4 separate regions of the Zea mays genome follow, and all the other regions are linked to region 1. A link is a contact called in public Hi-C data. All regions are on one chromosome and are shown on one strand. The core of a region is the stretch at or near the end of the contact, and the rest is flanking DNA. Distances in the headings are between cores, read along the strand shown. Region 1 holds the start of LOC103630179 (B-cell receptor-associated 31-like). Region 2 holds the start of LOC100282310. Region 3 holds the start of LOC100283780. Region 4 holds the start of LOC103630174 (Putative MYB DNA-binding domain superfamily protein).

The links. A called contact is a pair of places that touch in the nucleus more often than the background predicts.
Region 2: a Hi-C map of ear shows a contact between it and region 1, with 2.0 times the contacts expected there. The contact joins the promoter of LOC100282310 here to the promoter of LOC103630179 in region 1. A contact is called at or near these places in 2 of 25 Hi-C or Micro-C datasets (ear and tassel).
Region 3: a Hi-C map of ear shows a contact between it and region 1, with 2.8 times the contacts expected there. The contact joins the promoter of LOC100283780 here to the promoter of LOC103630179 in region 1. A contact is called at or near these places in 4 of 25 Hi-C or Micro-C datasets (ear, endosperm, leaf and 1 more).
Region 4: a Hi-C map of tassel shows a contact between it and region 1, with 2.5 times the contacts expected there. The contact joins the promoter of LOC103630174 here to the promoter of LOC103630179 in region 1. A contact is called at or near these places in 2 of 25 Hi-C or Micro-C datasets (ear and tassel).

Annotation. Positions count from the first base shown.
Region 1 is chr6:146,230,273-146,235,546 of Zm-B73-REFERENCE-NAM-5.0, reverse strand. It overlaps LOC103630179 (B-cell receptor-associated 31-like), which reads left to right and starts at 3,191. Exons shown (of 2, transcript XM_008651259.3): 1 at 3,191-3,648. The coding sequence starts at 3,366.
Region 2 is chr6:146,476,964-146,482,237 of Zm-B73-REFERENCE-NAM-5.0, reverse strand. It overlaps LOC100282310, which reads right to left and starts at 2,061. Exons shown (of 2, transcript NM_001155222.2): 1 at 1,612-2,061. The coding sequence starts at 1,776.
Region 3 is chr6:146,420,040-146,425,313 of Zm-B73-REFERENCE-NAM-5.0, reverse strand. LOC100283780 reads right to left here and starts at 2,488. Exons shown (of 8, transcript NM_001156679.1): 1 at 1,837-2,488. The coding sequence starts at 2,407.
Region 4 is chr6:146,089,374-146,094,647 of Zm-B73-REFERENCE-NAM-5.0, reverse strand. LOC103630174 (Putative MYB DNA-binding domain superfamily protein) reads right to left here and starts at 2,917. Exons shown (of 12, transcript XM_008651258.4): 1 at 2,549-2,917; 2 at 1,699-1,938; 3 at 1,547-1,601; 4 at 1,016-1,073; 5 at 261-355; 6 at 31-134. The coding sequence starts at 1,811.

The sequences.
Region 1 (5,274 bases), core at 1,942-4,441:
TCACTCCTCCGAGGCCTCGGGGGCTACACCCGGCGGGTGCGCTCGCGTGCACCCTCCGGAACGAAACGCAACCAAGAAAGGCCGGTCCCCTTGCAAAAAAGTGCGACAAAAGCCTCCAAGCGAGTATCAACACTCCCTTCGAGGCTCGAGGGCTACTGTCGGGGACCATAATTAGGGGTACCCCCAAGACTCCTAATCTCAGCTGGTAACCCCCATCAGCACAAAGCTGCAAAGGCCTGATGGGTGCGATAAAGGTCAAGGCTCAGTCCACTCAAGGGACACGATCTCGCCTCGCCCGAGCCCAGCCTCGGGCAAAGGCAGCCGACCCCGGAGGATTCACGTCTCGCCCGAGGGCCCCCTCAAGCAACGGACACACCTTCGGCTTGCCCGAGGCCCAGTCTTCGCCGAGAAGCAACCTTGGCCAGATCGCCACGCCGACCGACCATATCGCAGGAGCATTTAATGCAAGGATCGCCTGACACCTTATCCTGACGAGCACTCTTCAGTCGACAGAGCCGAAGTGACCGCAGTCACTTCGTCGCTCCACTGACCGACCTGACAAGAAGACAGCGCCGCCTGCGTCGCTCCGACTGCTGTGCCACTCGACAGAGTGAGGCTAACAGCAGCCAAGTTCGGCCTCGGGCGCCATAGGAAGTTCCGCCTCGCCCGACCCCAGGGCTTGGCCCCCGTCTCGGCCTCGGACGATGGACTCCGCCTCGCCCGACCCCAGGGCTCGGACTCAGCCTCGGCTCCAGAAGACGACGAACTCCGCCTCGCCCGACCCCAGGGCTCGGGCTCAGCCTCGGCTTCGGAAGACGACGAACTCCGCCTCGCCCGACTTAGGGCTCGGACTCAGCCTCGGCTCTGGAAGACAACGAACTCCGCCTCGCCCGAGCCCAGGGCTCAGACTCAGCCTTGGCCTCGGACGACGGTCTCCGCCTCGCCCGACCCGGGGCTCGGACTCGACCTCGACCTCGGAAGACAGACTCGACCTCGACCTCGGAGGAGCCTCCGCCTCGCCTGACCCAGGGCTCGGACCGACCACGTCACAGGGGGCCATCATTACCCTACCCCTAGCTAGCTCAGGCTACGGGGAACAAGACCGGCGTCCCATCTGGCTCGCCCCGGTAAACAAATAATGATGGCGCCCCGCGTGCTCCATGACGACGGCGGCTCTCAGCCTCTTACGGAAGCAAGGAGACGTCAGCAAGGACTCGACAGCCCCGACAGCTGTCCTTCCACAAGGCTCCAGCGCTCCTCTGACGACCACGACATCACATGAACAGGGTGCCAAAACCTCTCCGACTGCCACGACGGCATGTACTTAGGGCTCTAGCTCCTCTCTGCTAGACACGTTAGCACACTGCTACTCCCCCATTGTACACCTGGACCCTCTCCTTACACCTATAAAAGGAAGGTCCAGGGCTCTCGTACGAGAAGGTTGGCCGCGCGGGAGAACGGGCCGGCGCGTAAGGCTCTCGCTCTCTCCCACGCGGACGCTTGTAACCCCCTACTGCAAGCGCACCCGACCTGGGCGCAGGGCAACACGAAGGCCGCGGGATTCCCCTTTGCCTGTTTTCTTCCCCCCTTCGTGCTCCGTCCCGCGCCGACCCATCTGGGCTGGGACACGCGACGACAATTCACTCGTCGGTCCAGGGACCCCTCGGGGTCGAAACGCCGACAACGACCATTAACATCTCTAAGACTATGACCAACAGATTGTACATATGGACGTGCAAAACACTGTTTTGCACTATAGACTACATATTTATATAGTAGAGTTTAGAATGAGAAATAGAACCTAAACATGAAAACTCCTACATAATCGCTTTGTCTCTCCCTCCCTTCATCCCAATTTATAATTCATTTGATTTTTTTACTAAGTTTAACTGGCTATCTTATTAAGAATTATGATTGTCCTGAATAAGATGAGCCGATCAACGAATTGGATCAAAGGGTATTAAAAATGGTACGGATATTATTCATTTATATTTGAATTCGATACATATTCGAGTTTGGATACTTAATATCAGATCATTATCTGTGTCCGTATTTTCAAAGTTGAATATTTAGGGGGTGTCTGGTTTCTAGGGACTAATTTTTAGTCCCTTCGTTGTATTCCATTTTAGTCTCAGACTAAAATAGAATAAAATAAAGAGACTAAAAATTAGTCTTTAGAAACCAAACACTTCATTAATATGTCGATATCTATTTAAATTTTATCTGACACAACTTGATAATTTTCATATTTAACCTGACTTCAAAGATAAATAAAAAAATATAAAATAAATAATATGAGTCCATATTCAATCGGATACACCCCTACAACTATAGGTGTACATTCGGGCCGCCCGGCCCGGCAGGGCCGAAGCCCGAAAAGGCCCGTAATGTTTGAATTTCGGCCCGGCCCGACCCGTTTGAATTTCGGGTCGTGCCGGGCCGGCCCATGGGCCTAGCCCTCGGCCCACGGCCCAGCCCGTAATTGATTAAACGTTCCGGGCTCATTTCGGGCGGCCCGAAATTATAAAAGCCCGAAATTCACATTACGACCCAAAATTCAATTTTTGGCCCGAAATTTAGTTTTTGGCCCAAAATTCACATTAGAGCCCTAAATTCAAAAAAAATAATAATAAAACAAATAAAAGATAAGACAAATAAATTTGAACAAAATCAAACTTAGTATTTGTATTAAAGTTACCACAGCTATGCAATGACTACCTCGTTTATAAATCATTTTGTTAGAAGGAAAAAGAGTATAATCAGCTCTATACAAAGTTCGTAAGTTCAGTTTATTGTCTAATGTTCATAACAAAAGCAAAATTACATCACATACTCTAATTCAAAGCTACAAAAACATCTAACTAGCATTATCTCTAGCTTTGTGTTATTTATCAAGTATATGAAAGTGTGAAATGAAGTGTGGTTTTAATAAATATATGGGCCTTTTCGTGCCTCTATATGGGCTATTTCGTGCCTGCCTTAAACGGGCCGTGCTCGTGCCCGCCCATGGGCCGTGACCTCGGCCCAAACCCGGCCCGATATAACAGGCCGTGTCGGCCCGACACTAAATTATTTTGGGCCGTACCGTGCTTGGGCCGTGCTTTTTTTTCCGTGCTTTGGGTCGGCCCACCAGGCCCGACCCAAATATACACCTATACCTACAACTTCCTCAGCTTCTCTGATCTCCTCAGACCATTTTATTAGATCTCCTTATTTTAAACTTAGTCAAAATAAAACACAGCCTCACGATCCCCGCACTGCCCGGTGCCCCGCGAGCTGCTCCTCTACACACGCCAGCGAGAACCAGCCCACCCCACCTGCTCGATCGGCGCACCGTCCCGCAGGCCGCAGGGCCGTCGTCAGCCATGATCCAGCTCCTGTTCTCGCTGCTGGCCGCGGAGGCCGCGCTGGTGCTGGCGCTGCTCTTCCCCACGCCCGTGCGCCGCCTGGCTCTGCTCGCCATCGATCGCGCCAAGAGGGGGCGCGGACCCGTCATGGCCAAGACCATCGCGGGCACCATGCTCCTCGTACTAGTCTCTGCTTTCTACAGCGTCGCTAAGATCCGCCGCCGCGAGGGCGAGCTCGGACAGCTCACGCCCACCGACCAGGTGCTCGCCAGTCGCCACCTCCTCGAGGCGTCGCTCATGGGTATTTATGCTCCTCATGATGTGCCTCCCTATTTGTTTAGTTCCTCGACCCCAATTTGAGATCGCTGCACGCTCGTCCCTTTTGTTGGGCTAGGGCCTAGGGGGATAGCTACCTGTTCACCAATTTTGATAGAATGGGATTGACAAGTTCTCTGTCGATGATTGGATTGCAAGTGGTTTTGGTGCTGCACGCATACAGTTTCTGCCAATTTTACTGGATCTTGGATCAAATTAGGAATTTAATTGTCACAAAGATATAAGGTCACCTTTGTAATGCCCTCATATTACTGCATATTCGTGTTTTTCATCACCGGATAACATCATAGAGAATTGCATATTCCTTCATTTCAGGAGAAAAATTGGCTATGAACGCAATATAACTAAACTATATTGCAGTAACATTATTTATTTAGATTCTTTGATGGGATGATGTTATTATTTCAAGCTTTACTTGTTCTATGGAAGCTATGGTCTTAATATTCTCAATTCATAAAACCAAGTTAGAATTTGTTGAAGTTTTACTGAACATTTTGCAAAGACACATTCAATGGCACCACATGCCCACATCACAAAGAACAACGAGAAATGTGTCAATTGACACTGAACACCTTGTTCACATGGAATGCACAACCAAGGGATTTTTTTTGTTGAAATCATGATTAAGTTGTGTTTCTTACCTGTGGATGCTACATAGTTTTAAGAACGTACCTCAACATTTTAACATGCTGTCTCTTGTCCGTACATTATAAAAGAAAATCTGTTAGTGTGTAGGTTGTGTATGGGTTTCTAAAACCCCTCTTCTTCTTAATAATATAATAATACACAACACTCCTACGTATTCGAGAAAAAATGTTTGTTCCTAATTCCATTAACAACCTAAATATATTAATTGAATTTTCTTTCCTTTTGTAAAACATCAAAACACTTGCATATTTGTTATCTTATCTGAACTTTGAGTCAGGTTATATAACGACTTACCGTCCTTTTTGCAACATCGTTGTCTATGATTCATGTCTTCCTTGCATGTTTGTTATCATACTTCGACTTTGCAGTAGTTTGTTTAGACCAAAGACTTCACGGTCACGGTACTGCTTATATTGAAAGCACAAATGTTTATGCTAGCAGAGCCATCCCACTAACGATCATGGGTGCACAGAACAACAAAGATTGCAGTTTATTAAGCCATCCCAGTCTCTTTTTTTAGCTGGATCGCTGTTTGGACTCTATCATGTCACATCATCCACAAAAAAATGAATTTTCAAAAGGAATTCTGTGTGCCAGACACCAGTCATCCTTAAATCAGTCACACCTCCATACATTATCAGCCTATATAGGGACTTAGCCAAGAAAGGCCCAGAGTTCTCTAACTTCCAAGTTGGCTGGTCTTCCCCTTTGTTCATATTAAACTCTCTCCAGTTGTTTCATCATTTCTTCCCACTCCTCTCTCTCAACTTGCCCAAAATTTCTTCTGTAGCTCAGTTGCCACTCTTTGTTTACATCATGACATTCCTGTGCAAATGATAGGAAGTGGTTTCCGTAGGGAGTGTCCTAAGTTCTTAACCACAGATCATTCCAAAATTGGGTTTTGTTCCCGCTCTCCACTAAATATCATTTTCCTCTTTTATGC
Region 2 (5,274 bases), core at 812-3,311, 250 kb before region 1:
AGGAAACGGGCCATCCATTAAACTGCTGGAAAAATATTACGACGACAGTTTGGTCTCACCTAACACTACTGACAGACAGGATGCCGCAAACAGACTGGAGGCAGTAGCTGGCACATCAACCTATCAATCAATCTACATCAACCAACTAAATGATACACTCACTCCAAGAAAAAAAAATGCAATTCAATGTCATGTTTTATACCTTAAGTTTCAGCAATTAAAGATAAAAAAGATACTAATGTTTATATATCAAATAAATACTATTAGATTACTTATTTTATATTAAATTGATTTAGCATTTTAAATGTCAGTACAATTTTTTTAGGAATTTGATCAAATATAGACCACTTAAACTGGCACCGGCCTTAAGCAAAATGGCTCACATAAACTCAAAACAATCTCTATGATATGACAAGTAACGAAATGGCAACAACTAAAAAACTAGCTAGGGAGGGAAAGACCGTCTTCCCGGTATTATATTAAGAAGAGATCGAAACATGGTCCCGACCGAGAAAATTCCCGAACCCAGGCTGTCACCGTCCACTCTGTAACGGCCCAGCCGGAGGGTGGAGCGCAGGACGTAACTCGGGAGCGGGCGGGGCACAGCGAGGAGATTTTTTTAATCAAACCCGAAATTCGCTCCCGAGAGGGATTGAATCCGGGACCTGGAGGTGCTAGCCTTAACCATTAGCTAGAGGCCCTCCATTATTTCAAATTATAAGACATTTTGATTTTCAAAACATATAGCTTTTTATACACTTACATATACACTATATCTAAATGATAGGTAAAGTAATATATCTAAATAATTATAATATCTTATAATTTAAAATAGAAAGAATATGTAATACCACTAAATTTTATTTTTCAAATTTTATTTTGGATGCCAGTCCAGTTTTTACCTCATTATGAAACTGAATAACAAGCACCCTACAACTGTTGAGAAAATTTTGGCCTAATGGCAATTTTGTAAGTAGTTTTCTAGTTTCTAAAATAATGGAATTTAGTTTGATATCTAAATGTTTATGGTTAATTTATTTCAAATCAGAAAAATATAGAACTAGTTATGTTTTCTTCGTTGGTGTGCTATTTAAAGTTTTTTAGATATTATTTATATTAAATTAAAAGCGTGCATGACAACAAATAACAAAGCAATAGGAACTAAAAAAACCAATACTATATAACATTTTTTAAAAACTATAGTAGTTTCGTATTTTTCTGGTTTATAATAATAAGGATATCAAAAATATAGGAAACAGCCTACAAAACAATAGATGCCCGTTACCGGTTCAATAGCTTAACGTTGGAAATCTGACACGCGTGTAATTTGATTGTTGAAAATGAACTCAAACCATGAAAACAATTATCAGGACAGCTGAAGGAAAAAAAAAACAGAAAATCGATAGAAAGAGCCATTCGCTACGTGTGAACAGGTATCTCCCAATATCACGAGCAGCTTTATCAGGTGGCTACCAACCGCAATGTCGGTGACATCTTTCCAGTCGCCAAGGCCGAGATCTGGCGGGATGGGATCGGGATGAGACCATCCACTAACGCGCGCGTGCAGAACGGCTAGAGAGAAATGGAAGAGGGGAGCAAATGGCGGCAGACCTGCAGGGACTTGGTGGCGAACTCGACGCCGATGGTGGACTTGGAGTCGAGGGAGAAGTGGTTGCGCGTGAAGCGAGAGAGGATATTGGACTTGCCGACGCCGCTGTCTCCGATGAGGACCATCTTGAACAGGTAGGAGTACTCGTGATCCACCCGCCCGCCCATCTCTCCCTTCCCTGCTGCCCTCCTCGTGTGGGAGAGATCTCGTCTCGGCGATGAGGTGGAGAAGGCCAAGAAAGGAAGAAGACGGGATTCGTGAATGAAGGAACAAAAGAGGGGGGAAAAGGTAAGGAGTGGTGGCCTGGGCCGCCTGGCCTTGCGCTGGGTGGTGGGTGGTGGTAGGTGTCTTGTCCGGAAGGGAATTCCGATCCTACGGCCTTGCTCTCTTCTTTCAAGGGCAGGGACAGGGTCGTAGCCTCGTAGGGACCTCCATGACCATGTTCTAGTGGTAGGTCATCAGACATCCACTAGTATCATTTTTTATATACAAATACCACAATGTCGTTCTCAAATCAATCCCAACAGTTCTATAGAAAATTTTTCTCTAAGTTGCTAAATAGTTATTGGAAGTAAAAAATAGCTTGGTCTCCAACAATTCCTCATATTTAAACAATATTTCAATTTTGGATATAGTTTTAGTAGGCCTCCTTCTATAGGATGTGGCTGACGGTAGAGTCGAGGGTAGAGGATATTGAGGACAAAGGAGAAGGTTGGTCTACGTGACATGTTGGGGAGCGACAGTACGACAGACAGTGTGACCTTTGGATGAGCAGTGGTCCAGCAGTAGATGAGTTTGTGTCACGCGCGTTAGACCTAGCTGTCACGCTAGACGAGAAAGAAAAAAAAAACGAGCACGCAGAATATGGCTACCTCGTTGTGCATTTAGGGAGAAAATAAGCACGTATGTATGAAGAAATCACCGTCAACTGCATTTAGGGAGTGACCATCAAGTTGTCAAATCTAGAGAGTAAATGAGGTTGGATAGCGAGTACTAAATTTAACGATTTCATTTGAAGAACTATTGGAGAAGTATTTTTATGCTTACTTCTTAAATTTAAGATTTAAAGAGTTGTTTAGAGAACTATTAGAGTTGCTCTAATCAAACATAAATTACATTTGTATCCATCTCGAGCCGAAGTCTTAAACGATGGTACGCTGAACTAACAATAGCTATGGTATGCCGAACTAACAATAATGAAATAAGGAGCCAAGGCGAATCGAAATCAGGTGGAAATATTAGTTTTTGTGTTCACGTTGAATTGGTTCACCCTTCAAAGATTCATTGAGGAGACACATGAAGATTATCCTATGGTCAGCAAGGTTTGATAGAACACCGACTGTTGAAGACATCTCAAAGCTCCCATAAGAAACCACAACAGACAACATAATCAGAGTGAATTTTCTCTTCTTTCACTTTCGATGGATTCGAAGGTGTTAAGGACAAGGGAGTAAATGAAAAACTAAAGTTGAAATATTTACACAAATGAAACATTGATTTAGCTTGCAAGGGTTTACTCATCTTGCTCTTTTCTTTTTTGCATAAAATAGTGACCGATAATACAAAACAATTTATGAGACCTTTAGAATATTATACCTATGAAGGTCTCTTAAGCAGACTTAGATGCTCAAAGACGACATATCTTTGAATGCTCTTACATACGAAGGCACTACAGGTTCAGGGCATCCAAGTGATCGACCCCTATAATAGTGATATTGTACAACTATTTATAGGGTTGAGATTGCATACACCTCAGCTTAGAATTACAAGAACACCCACTCTTCTATATGAAGACTATATATAATTGGAGACGAGCAATTATGTCCTTTTTTAGGGAAGAAGTGTCATGCTCCTTCGTAACCTTGTTGATGTTTGCGTTTGAAGATGGTTCAATCTTGTTCAAGTTTTGTCTCTTGCTCCTCCTTCGGCTTGCCGTTCATCGATGGAGAGCTAGCCCAAGCTTCCGATCCAACCATATGGTTTGAAGGTGTCTACCTAAAAATACATTAAAACGATAATTTTCATCAAATGTGGACCTTCAGTCAAAAGCCCTCTCCCTAACAATAGGCCCTCGTGTAATTAGTTTGTTTTCTACGATGAGCTCCAACCACGAAACACTCAACTGAGAGTTTTGAACTAAAGGTTTAAAAAATACATGTCTTTGAGTTCGCTATTGAAAACGGGCACTTACCGAATACGTAGTCAATTGAGGAAAATAGAATGCAGAGAACTAGGTCCACCATGAAGTATGTAAGAATCATATCTTGTGTTAAGTCCACTGCTAGGCATGCCACCCCTATCCATCGACATGTGGTGGGTCCTTCGAGATAAATTACTGCTTAACTTCCAAGGCTATTGATCATAAACCAATGCCCTCAAAGAACCATCCCTGTACAAGCAGCAAGAGAAACAAAGTCTTTAGGACTACTACAATAAATTGTTGCTGCTCAAGTAACAACTATCATCTATCAATGACTGCATCGCAATACACTATGCAATAAGTGGCCTTCGGACAGGACACCTGTACAATCAATACACTAGGGACCTGTCCAAGTCACTCCAAGAGTTGTACTAGCTCTTAAAAAATTGACATGTTCTAAGGAGTTGCACTATAGAAAGCTGGAAACACAATGAAAGCCAAACGACACTCTGCAAGCTAGCAGCCCAAACTAGGAAAAAAAACACCAGCAGCATGACCACCAATAACCCCAAATCAATAGTGTCACTCATCACCAGCAGCATAGCGAAGGGCTCCCTCACAAACAAGAGCATACCCAACAAGGGGCAATGGCCGACAAACATCACGACTGCGGCAGAGTGTCTAGACAGGAGTGGAGGCAATACTAAGTCTTCCATGGAGAGGACATTGAGCATTCAACCAAGGATTGGCTTGTTACAAAAGAGGCCAAGGAAAAATGGTAGGTCAATTCTGGACCAGACAACAAAGGCCATTGCCCACACTACTTCATACTAGTATTAATGCCACCCTCACTATCAAAACATGTAGCAACCATACCGACATCCCCCAAACTACCACCCACAACATCCACACCAAGAAAGGTTGCAACTACCTATCTCCCTCAAATCACACCTCTCCCACCAACTCCCCCTTCCACCCTCAAAAGATGAAGACCACTTCCTAAGAGCACCTAGAGGGGGGGTGAATAGGTGATCCTGTAAAACTTAAAACTTCACACCACAAACTTGATTAAGAGTTAGAACAATGAAATCAAGTGAGTAGAGAGGAGAGCTCTTGTGAAGCACAATAGACACAATAAGGACAAGCACAAGAGACACGAGGATTTATCCCGTGGTTCGGCCAAGTACAAAACTTGCCTACTCCACATTGTGGCGTCCCAACGGACGAGAGTTGCACTCAACTCCTCTCAAGTGATCCAATGATCAACTTGAGTACCACGGTGTTCTTCTTTACTTTACTCTTTCCCGTTTGCGAGGAATCTCCACAACTTGGAGTCTCTCGCCCTTACAATAAGAATCACAATGAAGCACTAGAGAAAGGGAGAGAAGCAACACACTCAAATCCACAGCAAATACGCACACACAAGACCAAGACTTGAGCTCAAAGAGTATCACAAGGTTCTCACTAGAACGGAGCTCAAATCACTAAGAATGTCGAACAAGTGCGCAAGAATGAAGTGTGAGTG
Region 3 (5,274 bases), core at 1,239-3,738, 190 kb before region 1:
TTCTCTGTCCACGTAGGCTGGTTTGGTTCTGACATGTCGGCCAAGTCCCCAGAATCCTAGTCCGAGTCCCGCAGCCAGATCCAAGTTATCCAGTCCGAGTCTAAGTTCTCCGACTCGGCCTGAATTGCTTGGTCCCACTAGCCAACATCTTCATTGTTGACACTCCTTGGGTGCCTCTGGTATATATCCTTTACAAATACCTTTTCACTTCTTCAATATTCTCATATTAGGTGCTTCATCTGGTTCCCTTGCCGATCAACAGCCATGAACCATCCCACAGCCGATCCAAAAAATAGTTATCACGACATCGTTCACGACCTCATCTTAGGAACCATACATGCAAGGAAGAAAAACAGGCAGCAGCAAAGTACTGGCTGCCTGAAGCTCCTTGTCCGATTTAAATATGCTAGCATCAGTAGAAGCCATACATAGCAGGGCATCGATAGCATCACTTTGATCAACATCGACAAAGGTTTCTTAAAAGTCAGGCACTTCAGCCAAAGAATCCATAACACAAAGCACCTCGCTCATGGAAGAATCGTCAGATTCATCGCATGAAACTAGCACCCAGTTCAGGCCATGAACAAGACCTTGTTCAATGGCGTCGCCCTGGCACTCCATTGCAGTCGACAAAGGTGGTCGTGAGGCATGAAGGCGGGCAGATGAGCCAGCCGACAGGAGCGAGAGATTGCAACGTGCTCCGAGCCTCCGACGGGAAGGGACACGAGCAAGAGGAGGGCAGGAAAGCAAGAGCAAGCACCGACAGACAGGTCATCGAAGCCGATGGGCGAACTCCAACGAGCGGTCGCGAAGATGAGTGCCGCCAAGTCAAAAGGGCCAAATGTGAAGATGTGCAGAGCCGCAAGGCAACGGGACAGAGCCAACAAACGGCGTGAGAGAGGAACAATTAGGTAAAGATAGAAATAACTCTAACCCTAAGTTTTGGCTCTCCATACCATGTTATGAATAGCACTCATATTCAATATGAGGACACTAGGACCGAATATATACACAGACCGTCTACAACAAGAACTCTATATATGAGAGCAAAATAGCAAATACAACAAGGACATTTGCATAGGCATCTAACAATGTGCACATACAAGGAATGCCTATTATGCTAAATGTAGATGTGCTCCTTCAAGCCATCACTTCATAGATGTAGAGAAGCTCGGTCAGATAAGGAGAATCAACAACTCCTAACTATACAAGAGCTTGATTTCAGTAAGTCCAATTGCTACACTAGCATAGCTAATATTCCAAATCAAACTACAATGCTTTTCTGCAGTGGATTCATTAACCGAATAAGGTCAAAGATCAGCACAACAAACATAAAGTATAACAGCATTAGGTGCCCAACCAATGCAGCTGAAAATAACATAAGTAAAACTCACAGCCATGGATTATTCAACCACAACATACAAAATAAAGTATACACCCTACCATAGTAGGGCAACAGGATAGAACAGGCTAATTTCAAACATTAATAGAAGTGGACTAATCAGTTAAATTTCATCAACTACAGCTTTAGAGTCCATAGCGAAAGGTAGTATAGCCTAATGAAAAACTTAAACATAAGCAAATGGCAAATGAAGTTCTTGTGGATTCAAGACCAAATTCCCCGTTTGTTTAACAACAGCCTTACCACTTGTTGACAACTTGAGTTGCCACAGTTAGGTCCGCACAAGTGCACAACGTTCCAGTAGTAGCATACGCACATTTAGAACGAGAGATATGAAGCAAACCTTGGAATGCTGCCGTATGAAGGCAACGAGTAGAAGCAGCAAGAACGGCAATATCTGAACGCGCATTTAGAAAGAGAGATATGAAGCAAACCTTGAAGATGCTGCCGTATGAAGACGACGAGTAGAAGCAGCGAGAACGGCAATATCTGTTCGAACCACCGCGCAACGTGGTGCACGTCGTAGCGCTGGTACGCGCGGTCCCCGCCCCCGTTCCCCGACGTGCCGGCCCCGCCACCGTTTGCCTCCGCATCCGTAGCGCCTGCACCCCTGCCCGCAGCGGAGGCCTGGTCAACCTCAGAGCCGGCGGTCGCCTCGATCAAATCCTCGGACGAGGTCCCCGCATCCGGCCCGCCCGTGGCCTCCGTGTCGCCTGGGCCGCCCTGAATCCGGATCGAAACCTCCCCGTCCCCAGCGGCGGCAGCGGAGAGAAGACCATCGACCTCCGACGCCGACAACGGCGACGAGGGCCCCGCGGACGGGTGGTGCGCCGCCAGGGCAGGGCCGGACTGGACTACGCCGGAGTACTCAAGGAGGGCCGCGATGGGGGCCTGGAGGAGGCTGGAGGCGGAGAAATTGAGGCCATATCGGCGGAGGCCGGAGGGCCCGACGCCAGCGCCCTGACTGGGCCCCCAGCGATCGGGGCTCACGGGGGGTGGGTCCATCGCCGGCGCCGGCGAAACCCTATATGCCGGCGTCGCACGCGAAGCGGGCCTGACGACGCGGAGTCCTCTGGAATGAGAGGGAGATCCCGTTGGCTTTGCTTTGGTTGGTCTTCTTCGCCTTCGCCTTTTGGTTTGGTTCGGCGTCTGCCTTCACCGTATCACCATTCACCCTCCGGCCAAGTTGGTTGGGTTCATCCGCACGAGTAATATTCCACGCAGGTTCATCTGGAGTTTTTAAATTAGAGAAAATCATCTCCACCTAGATAGACACACTCAACGAAAGGAAAATTCTCTTTCTCAATCTCCAACAATAGTCTTCTTCTAACAGGGAAACAGGGGTTTGCAGCCATCAAGCTAGACATGAAAAGCCTATGATAGGGCTGAGTCGACTTTCTTAAGGCCCTGTTCGTTTCACCTGGATCAGCTCATTCACTGCAGAATAAATTAGGCCGGTTTAGAGTTTGGTGTTTATGTGACCCATTGAAGTTGTTCATTTTGGCCCAAACTAAAATCAAAACTGACTCTGTTTAGATTTTTCGCTCACTCCATGATCCGGTACCAATCCCTGTCTCATCCCCTCCGGATTGCATCCCCGACATGACACCCGACGCGAGACGGGCTAAGCAGGGCAAGGCGTTGCGCAGGTGAAGAAGTGGTCGCGTGAAGCGGCAGCGGCGCGCAGCCCCGACGACGACGCTCCCCGCTGCCTTCCCACAGGTAAGGTGATGCTCTCTCTTCCCCTCTCTCATCCTCGCGTGTTCTTGATGTTGTTGAGCACCACGACAATGGCGTCGATGGGGATTCATGGATGACGGGGATGCAGGTGCGTCCCTAGAGCTCCTAGTCCCCATCGCCCCGTTCTTGTGTTCTTATGTACGTGCCCTTAGTGTTGTCCATTTCTTCAGCTTCTGGAATAGGGTTTTGTCCATATCTGCTTCAGTTTCTGAAAACACTCATACTAGGTTTCTGTATTCTATCCATTTCTTCAGTTTCTGAAATGGCGTTTACAAAACAATTAATTGTTAGTATACATACATTTCAGATTCTCAAGGAATGGGTGAGAGCACCTAGAGGGGGTGAATAGATGATCATGCAAATATTGCTCAAAACAACACAAACTTGGTCTAAAATATGAGTTAGAGTAAATCAAAACCAAGTTTGGATGAGAAGATGAGAGGAAGGAAGACTCTTCACTTGATTGCTCACTTGAGATGTGTATTAAACTAGGAGCAATAAATAAATGAAAGTTTATACTCAAAGGAAGATAGAAATCGTAGAAAAGTAAATGGACAAGAGCGACATCGATTTTTTTCTGTGGTTCGACCAAAGCCTACTCTACGTTGTGGTGACCTCCTTTAGTCAAGGGTTGGACTCAACCCCTCTCAAGTGATCCAAAGATCAAACTTGAGTGTCACAGTTTTCTTCGTATATCAAACTCGTTTGTGAGGAATCTCCATAAATTGGAGTCTCTCACACCTTACACAAGATGATCACAATCCAAATCAAAGTAAGGGAGGGAGTCGGGTACACAGACACGAGCACAACGCAGCAACAACACGCACAAATGCAAAGAAGAGAGTGCAACAACAAAACGACAGAGTAACGACCCAGAAAAAGCGCTCAAATATCTTTCAAACACTTCAAAGGCGTGTCCGCGGAGTTTCGGAGTTGTAGTGTGCTCTTAGAATGCTTGGTATCCTGCTGCATGCGCTTAGGGGTTCCTTTTATAGCCCCAAGGGGCCTCGGAGCCGTTGGAGCTTCATTTGGAAGCTCCCAGCCTTCCCTGTCTGCGTGTGCATCGGACTATCCAGTGGTGCACCGGACAGTGCACAGTACAACTGTCGGCGTTTCGAGACAGGGGGGTCCCTAAGCCGACGAGTGAGTGTGCTGCGTGCCCCAGCCCAGATGGGTCGAGCGCGTGGGCGAGCGCGAAGGGGGGAGAGGCGAGGTGGCCGGAGTCGAGTGTGAGAGAGGTGGAAGTCCCGCGGCCTTCGTGTTCGTCCCGCGCCCAGGTCGGGTGCGCTTGCAGTAGGGGGGTTACAAGCGTCCACGCGAGTGAGGGAAGCGAGCGGCCCCAAGAGAGCGCCTGTCCCGTCCTCGGTCCCGCGCGGCCAACCTTCTCTAAGAAGGCCCTGGTCCTCCCTTTTATAGTCGTAAGGAGAGGATCCAGGTGTACAATGGGGGGTGTAGCAGAGTGCTACGTGTCTAGCGGAGGGAGAGCTAGCGCCCTAGGTACATGCCAATGTGGCAGCCGGAGAGATCTGGGCACCCTGCTGGCGTGATGTCGTGGCTGTCGGAGGTGCGGCGGAGCCTGGCGGAGGGACAGCTGTTGGAGCGGTCGAGTCCCTGCTGACGTCGCCCTGCTTCCGTAAGAGAGCTGGGGGCCGCCGTCGTCATAGAGCTTGTGGAGCGCCATCATTGCCCCTCCGGCGGAGCTGGCCGGATGGGACGCCGGTCTTGTTCTCCGTGACCCGAGTCGATTCGGGGTAGGATGATGATGGCGCTTCCTGTTGACGTGGCGGTCTGTGCCCTAGGCAGGGCGACGTGGGGGTTCCTCCGAAGCCGAGGTTGAGTCTGCCTTCCGTTGCCGTGGCCGAGCCCGAGCCATGGGGTCGGGCGAGGCGGAAGTCGTTCGGCCGAGGCCAGGGCGGAGTCCGAGCCCTGGGGTCGGGCGAGGCGGAGTTTCGTCGTCTTCCGGGTCTTAGCCCGAGTCCGAGCCCTGGGGTCGGGCGGAGCGGAGTTTCGTCGTCTTCCGGGTCTTAGCCCGAGTCCGAGCCCTGGGGTCGGGCGGAGCGGAGTTCGCCGTCTTCCGGGTCTTAGCCCGAGTCCGAGCCCTGGGGTCGGGCGGAGCGGAGTTCGCCGTCTTC
Region 4 (5,274 bases), core at 1,668-4,167, 140 kb after region 1:
ACACTACTACAAATATCTTTCATGGCATACCTTTCCCGACATTGCTTTCCAATACGTCCAGGAAGAGCTTGGGCAATGGTCGACCATTTCTTTGGCCCAAGTTTATTTACCATCTGAGTAATGATCTCATCTTCCTGAAAAATAATAAAATAATCATGTGGCATATTATATAATTCAGTAAAATAGCCTAAATGACATCAGTTTGTTTCAAGAAAATGAAATAAACACCAAAGTACCAAACAGAAAAATGTAGAACTTACTTCTTTCGACCAAGGCCCTTTAACAAGCTCAGGGTTCAAAACCTTCTGCCATCTATGCAAACATTGAACATCAGTCCTACCTGGAAAACATTCAGCTGCGGAAAAGGAAGTAGTTCATCAAGCATTAGTTTCACATAAAGATTCTCATTGATAAGCAAGGGGAAAAGGATGGAATAGTAGCATGAAAATAACCGAGTGACATTATTGTAAGCAATTAAGAACGATGTACAGTCATTGACATGAGCAGAAATGATACAACCACAAGATTCAAATAATGTTTTGTGCACCTAATTTCAATTTCTTGAAGTATATACGTGATAAAACAGAGTTATGCGATAACAACGAAATAAAAATAAAGGTATGTAGCATGTGCACAATTTATGAGCATCAGGGGCAATTATTTATCTAACATATTCAAATTATTACATCATAAACATTAACAAGATAGCCACATCTATTTAGGCCTTTATTTGGTGCTAAAGTTTTAGCTTCGAGCTAGTGCATCAAACTAAGTTGACAGTTCTAAAAAAAGGTGGTACTACATTCCATAATACAACACTACATTTTTTAGATCAAGACTTGTAATGCAAATCGCAAGAAAACAAGATGCATGTTAGCAAGCAAAATAAGTAAGTATCATTGTATATGGTCAGTTTATATCTGGATATATGATGCTTCAAAAAGAAATCAACAGCCTGTGCTACATAAATTGAGAACAGAGAACATATGAACTTTGTATTAGCTAAAGAATGTACCTATCTTTTTCCAATTTTTTCCCTTGTAGGTTTCAACAGCTTTGCGAAGTATGTCATCCTACAATTGAGTAGTTGTGCCCATCAAACCACACCAGTAGATAGGCAAAATATGATCTAATCACAGATAAGGCCATCTTTGACACGGTTTCATCATGCAATGCTTAGCATATAAAAAGAACATTGCCATCAAATAAATCTTTGGTGCTGATGTAGGCATGTCACTGAACAGTGTTACTGTATGTAATGTTTGATGCAAATGAAAATAAATGCAGCAAGAGAATCAATCCCTGCCTACTATTAACTATAGTATCAACTACAGTAGAAGAGAGTATGGTGAAAACTGAAAAGTTATATATCTGTATGATATTTATCTTTTGCTATGTAGAGAAAAAAGACTATCTTATTGAGAATGGATGTTTAGCATAGCATTCAACAAAGCTACCTAAGATAGATTATTTACTTCATTATTCAAATGTTGTACTGAAAATGCATGCTATTAACGAATTTAGGAAACCAGAGTGCCAACTTTACCTCTTCTAGAGTCCAGTTGCCCTTGGATGAGCGGCGTGCTGGACCAGTTGTCCTCCTGAAGCCAGAGATAAACAAACATGTATAAGAATTAAGAAGGAATATGCATAACGTAAAACCTGATGAGTGGTTCCATTAAGCGGATAGAAATTCACCCATTGGATAATCTCCCCCCTTTTTGAGGTTCCTTGCTGACTCCTCCATCAGGAGGAACAGAAGGAGCTGAAGACTCTGTGCCCTTCAAAGTCTTTCGCTCTTCAGTTGTCATATTAAGTGAAAACAGAAAACTGAATCTCCACTTAAAGCAAGGTAAGGGCCCAAATATCCATCCCAATGTTAAAACCCTCTAAGGTCTTCTAGCAGATTTTTTTCGCTTGGGGAGAAGTGGCCATTGTCTGCCAAGAGGGGGGAAGGGAACAAAATTGAATCATGTAAACAAAATAACAAATAGTCGAAATTATAATACAGAAATACACAACTATGAAGATACAGTGATGCATCGTGATTTTGCCATGATAGACATGCCCTCAAATTTAACCACAAGATATCAATTTTTTACAGTGAGAAATTAACAAATCCGAGTAAAATTTGGCTAGATTTGAGAATTCTAGAACGCAGACTATAAAAAGATAAACATCTACAAAGGAAGAACAAATATATAGTCTTTCAAAATACCCCCACATCCTCTCAGTCCCAGTCCTCACAGGAAATCAATCCCTCTGTAAGGCTCTGCTGGCGCACCACCGGCGCTACCGCCATTGCGCAACCCCACAGGCCACACTCACCCACAAACCCGCCACGACAAACCCATCTCCACGGACCACGGCTGCTTCCTCTCGAGCGGCTGCAGAATGAACGCAGCGGTCACCCCCAACCACGCCACCTCTTCCGCTGCCGCGCCGAACGGGAAGCCAGGTACAGCGCTGCGCCGCCGGTGGGCTTTGGGCGCAACCAGATCGAGGCAGCAGAGCAGGCGAGAAGGGGAGCGCATAAAAGAAGTCTCACCTCACAGGAGGCGCGGCGCATCAGCTCCGCTCAGCGGCGACCGAACCGCGCCGCCACCCCGATCCGGCCGCCGCCGTGGTCCTCCGGAATCTCGAATTGCGCAGGCCAAAAGGGAAGGCTTTTTTCCACCAAAGCCAATTTTATTAATAATATGGGGAAATAGGGTCTTGGCTTCTCTGGGCGTCGCTCTGCTTGGGAGGTTTTAAATTTCGCAGCGGAGGCCAACGAACGGGGTAGGGTGACTGGGTGACAGAGAGGAAGAACTGAAGAAGCACGGAGCGGAGGGGCAAGGACGGTTGGGATGTCGGAATCGATGTGAATCTGAGCCATACGGGCGGCCAGTGCGACTGCCGCTTCGGGGCTTTTCAAACGCCAACGGCTGGCCCTAGCTCTGTTTAGTGTTGCTGCCTTGCTGGCCTGCCAGTTACCTAGTTTTACTATATCACCGCGTAGATAATGTTTTAATTATCGCGAATTGTTATCTTTTTGTTAGTCGTGAAAAATATATAGGTTTAATCCTGTCTTGTTATATCCGACCGGTCATGGTTATTTTGGTAGTATTTTATAAGGGGAACAATTGGATCTATACCATTAAAAGATCCAAACTTTAGATATATACCATAGACCCCACATATCATTGACTCATGTGGACCCACATGTAAGTGAGATAGTAATGGTATGGATCCAAAGTGGTGATCTTTTAACGGTATGGATCCAAATTTCCCTTTATAAGGTGTTTTGATTATCTTAAAATATGGTGCTTATTTTTAGACCTTGAATTTTGTGTTGAATTGTTGATGCCTCTCTTGCTAACATGGAACTCTTTTAAGGCCTCGTTCGGTTCGGTCGGTTTGGTCCATTCCAGCCTTTGTTCCGGATAGAATAAAATGATCTGGTTAGGAATTACGTCGTTTGTCCAAAAGATGTTTGTTTGAACCTGAATCAAAAAACAAGAGTGATACGGTTTGGAGTTTTTCCTTCTACCACAGTCTGGTACGAATCCAAGTATGCTGACCTCTCGATCCAACTTGACGAGCGTTGGCAGAGGACGAAATTGGGCAACAGCTATCGTGACCGAAACTCGAGCAACAACAATCCTGGCCAAAGCGAACAACCTTCAATGGACCACTAGTTTTTATTTCAGATTCAGATCCATCCGTGACCAATTTTTAGTGAACCACTTGAATCCAGCCTATTTGGCTCTTTGTCTTCTAGACTTGATCTTGGGCCACCTAACACGACCCGCCCAAAAAAACTCGGCCCAACCAGACCCGACCAATACAACGGGCAGATACAGACCATAATTTTTTACCCGCAATAATTATCGATTCAGGTACGGGCCGTGATTTTCGACCAAAAACCCGACCCGGCATGTCAAACAGGAAGGCACGGGCTAGACCTGTTCAAACATCGGGTCGAGTCAAGGTTGGGTCGTGGGGCATTTAGCATGGCCCGTACCCAACCAGTGCATAGTTCGGGTCGGGTTGGTCCTGTCTCCCCGTTTGACGTGTCGGGTCGGGTTTTGGGAGTTTTGGTTTGGTCCATTCTAGATCTGGTTCCAGGTGGAAAAAATGACCCGGATTGAAATTTGGCCACTTCTCTAAATCCTGCTCGTTTGGACCTAAATCAAAAAATGAGAAGGACTCCGTTTGGAGTTTTTCTGAACACCATGGCCCGGTACGAATCTAGGTGTGCTACCAAGGGATCCAATCTGGGTGAAACGGGGGCAACGCTGGCGACAAACGAGGCGAGGAGACGCCGCCGCCAAGTGACGGCGTGGCGGCGCGAAGTGATAGCGTGGTGGCACAGCGCAGCGACGACGGCCACTCTCCCCGCTGTCTTCTCACCGGTAACCACCGCCCTCTCTTCCCTATGTATGGTTTCCTCATCGTGATAGCGTGGCGGCACAGCACAACAGAGAAGAGCGTGTACGCTGAGGAGGGCCGGCGTGCGAGCGCGAGGACGCCGATGAGGGATGCAGTCTGTGAGACCGGCAGCCACACAGCACAGTTGCTGAACGCCGCACAACGCAGAAGCTGGAGAGGAGAGCTGGATCAGCGGTGGTTAGCAGAGGAGAAGTTGAATGCCGCACAGCGCAGTTCCACCTTGCCAGCAGGGCTCGTAGTACCTGATAGCACAGCTATGCAGTGGAAGGAGCCTAAATTCTTAGCGCAACATAGATTTAGATTAGCTATTCAGAATAAGCAGAAATTAGTGAAATACTTACTTGTTATGTACATTAACATACTCATCTGTTTCATCATAGATTTCTTCCTGCGAACAGAGCCATGTCAATTTACAATATCTGAGAGAAGCCAAACTTTGTTCGAGAAAAAGAGCGAGGACAAACAAATTACCACAATTCAAGTGCAACTGATTTTCCCCCTAGTTTCTCTCCTAATTGAATACTAGTACTTACGATGGCTAAAATGTTGCAAACAACTGATGTTTTCATGGAATGGAGAACACTCATACAGCATCATTAGCTAGTGATCTTAGCGCATCATCATGAAGAATTAAGTGTATACTTTATGATCATGTATGCCAGCTCCTTATTTGAGTTGTTACATGTAGATCCCTACAACACCAATTATAGTTGCGGAAGGTGAACCTCCTCCCTCTTGGGATCCGGTACCAACTCCAAAAGATATTAAATTCTTTGTACGTATATATGGTTTTCTTTAGTCCTTGTTACTTGTACTTTTGAAATGATACATGATTTGCTT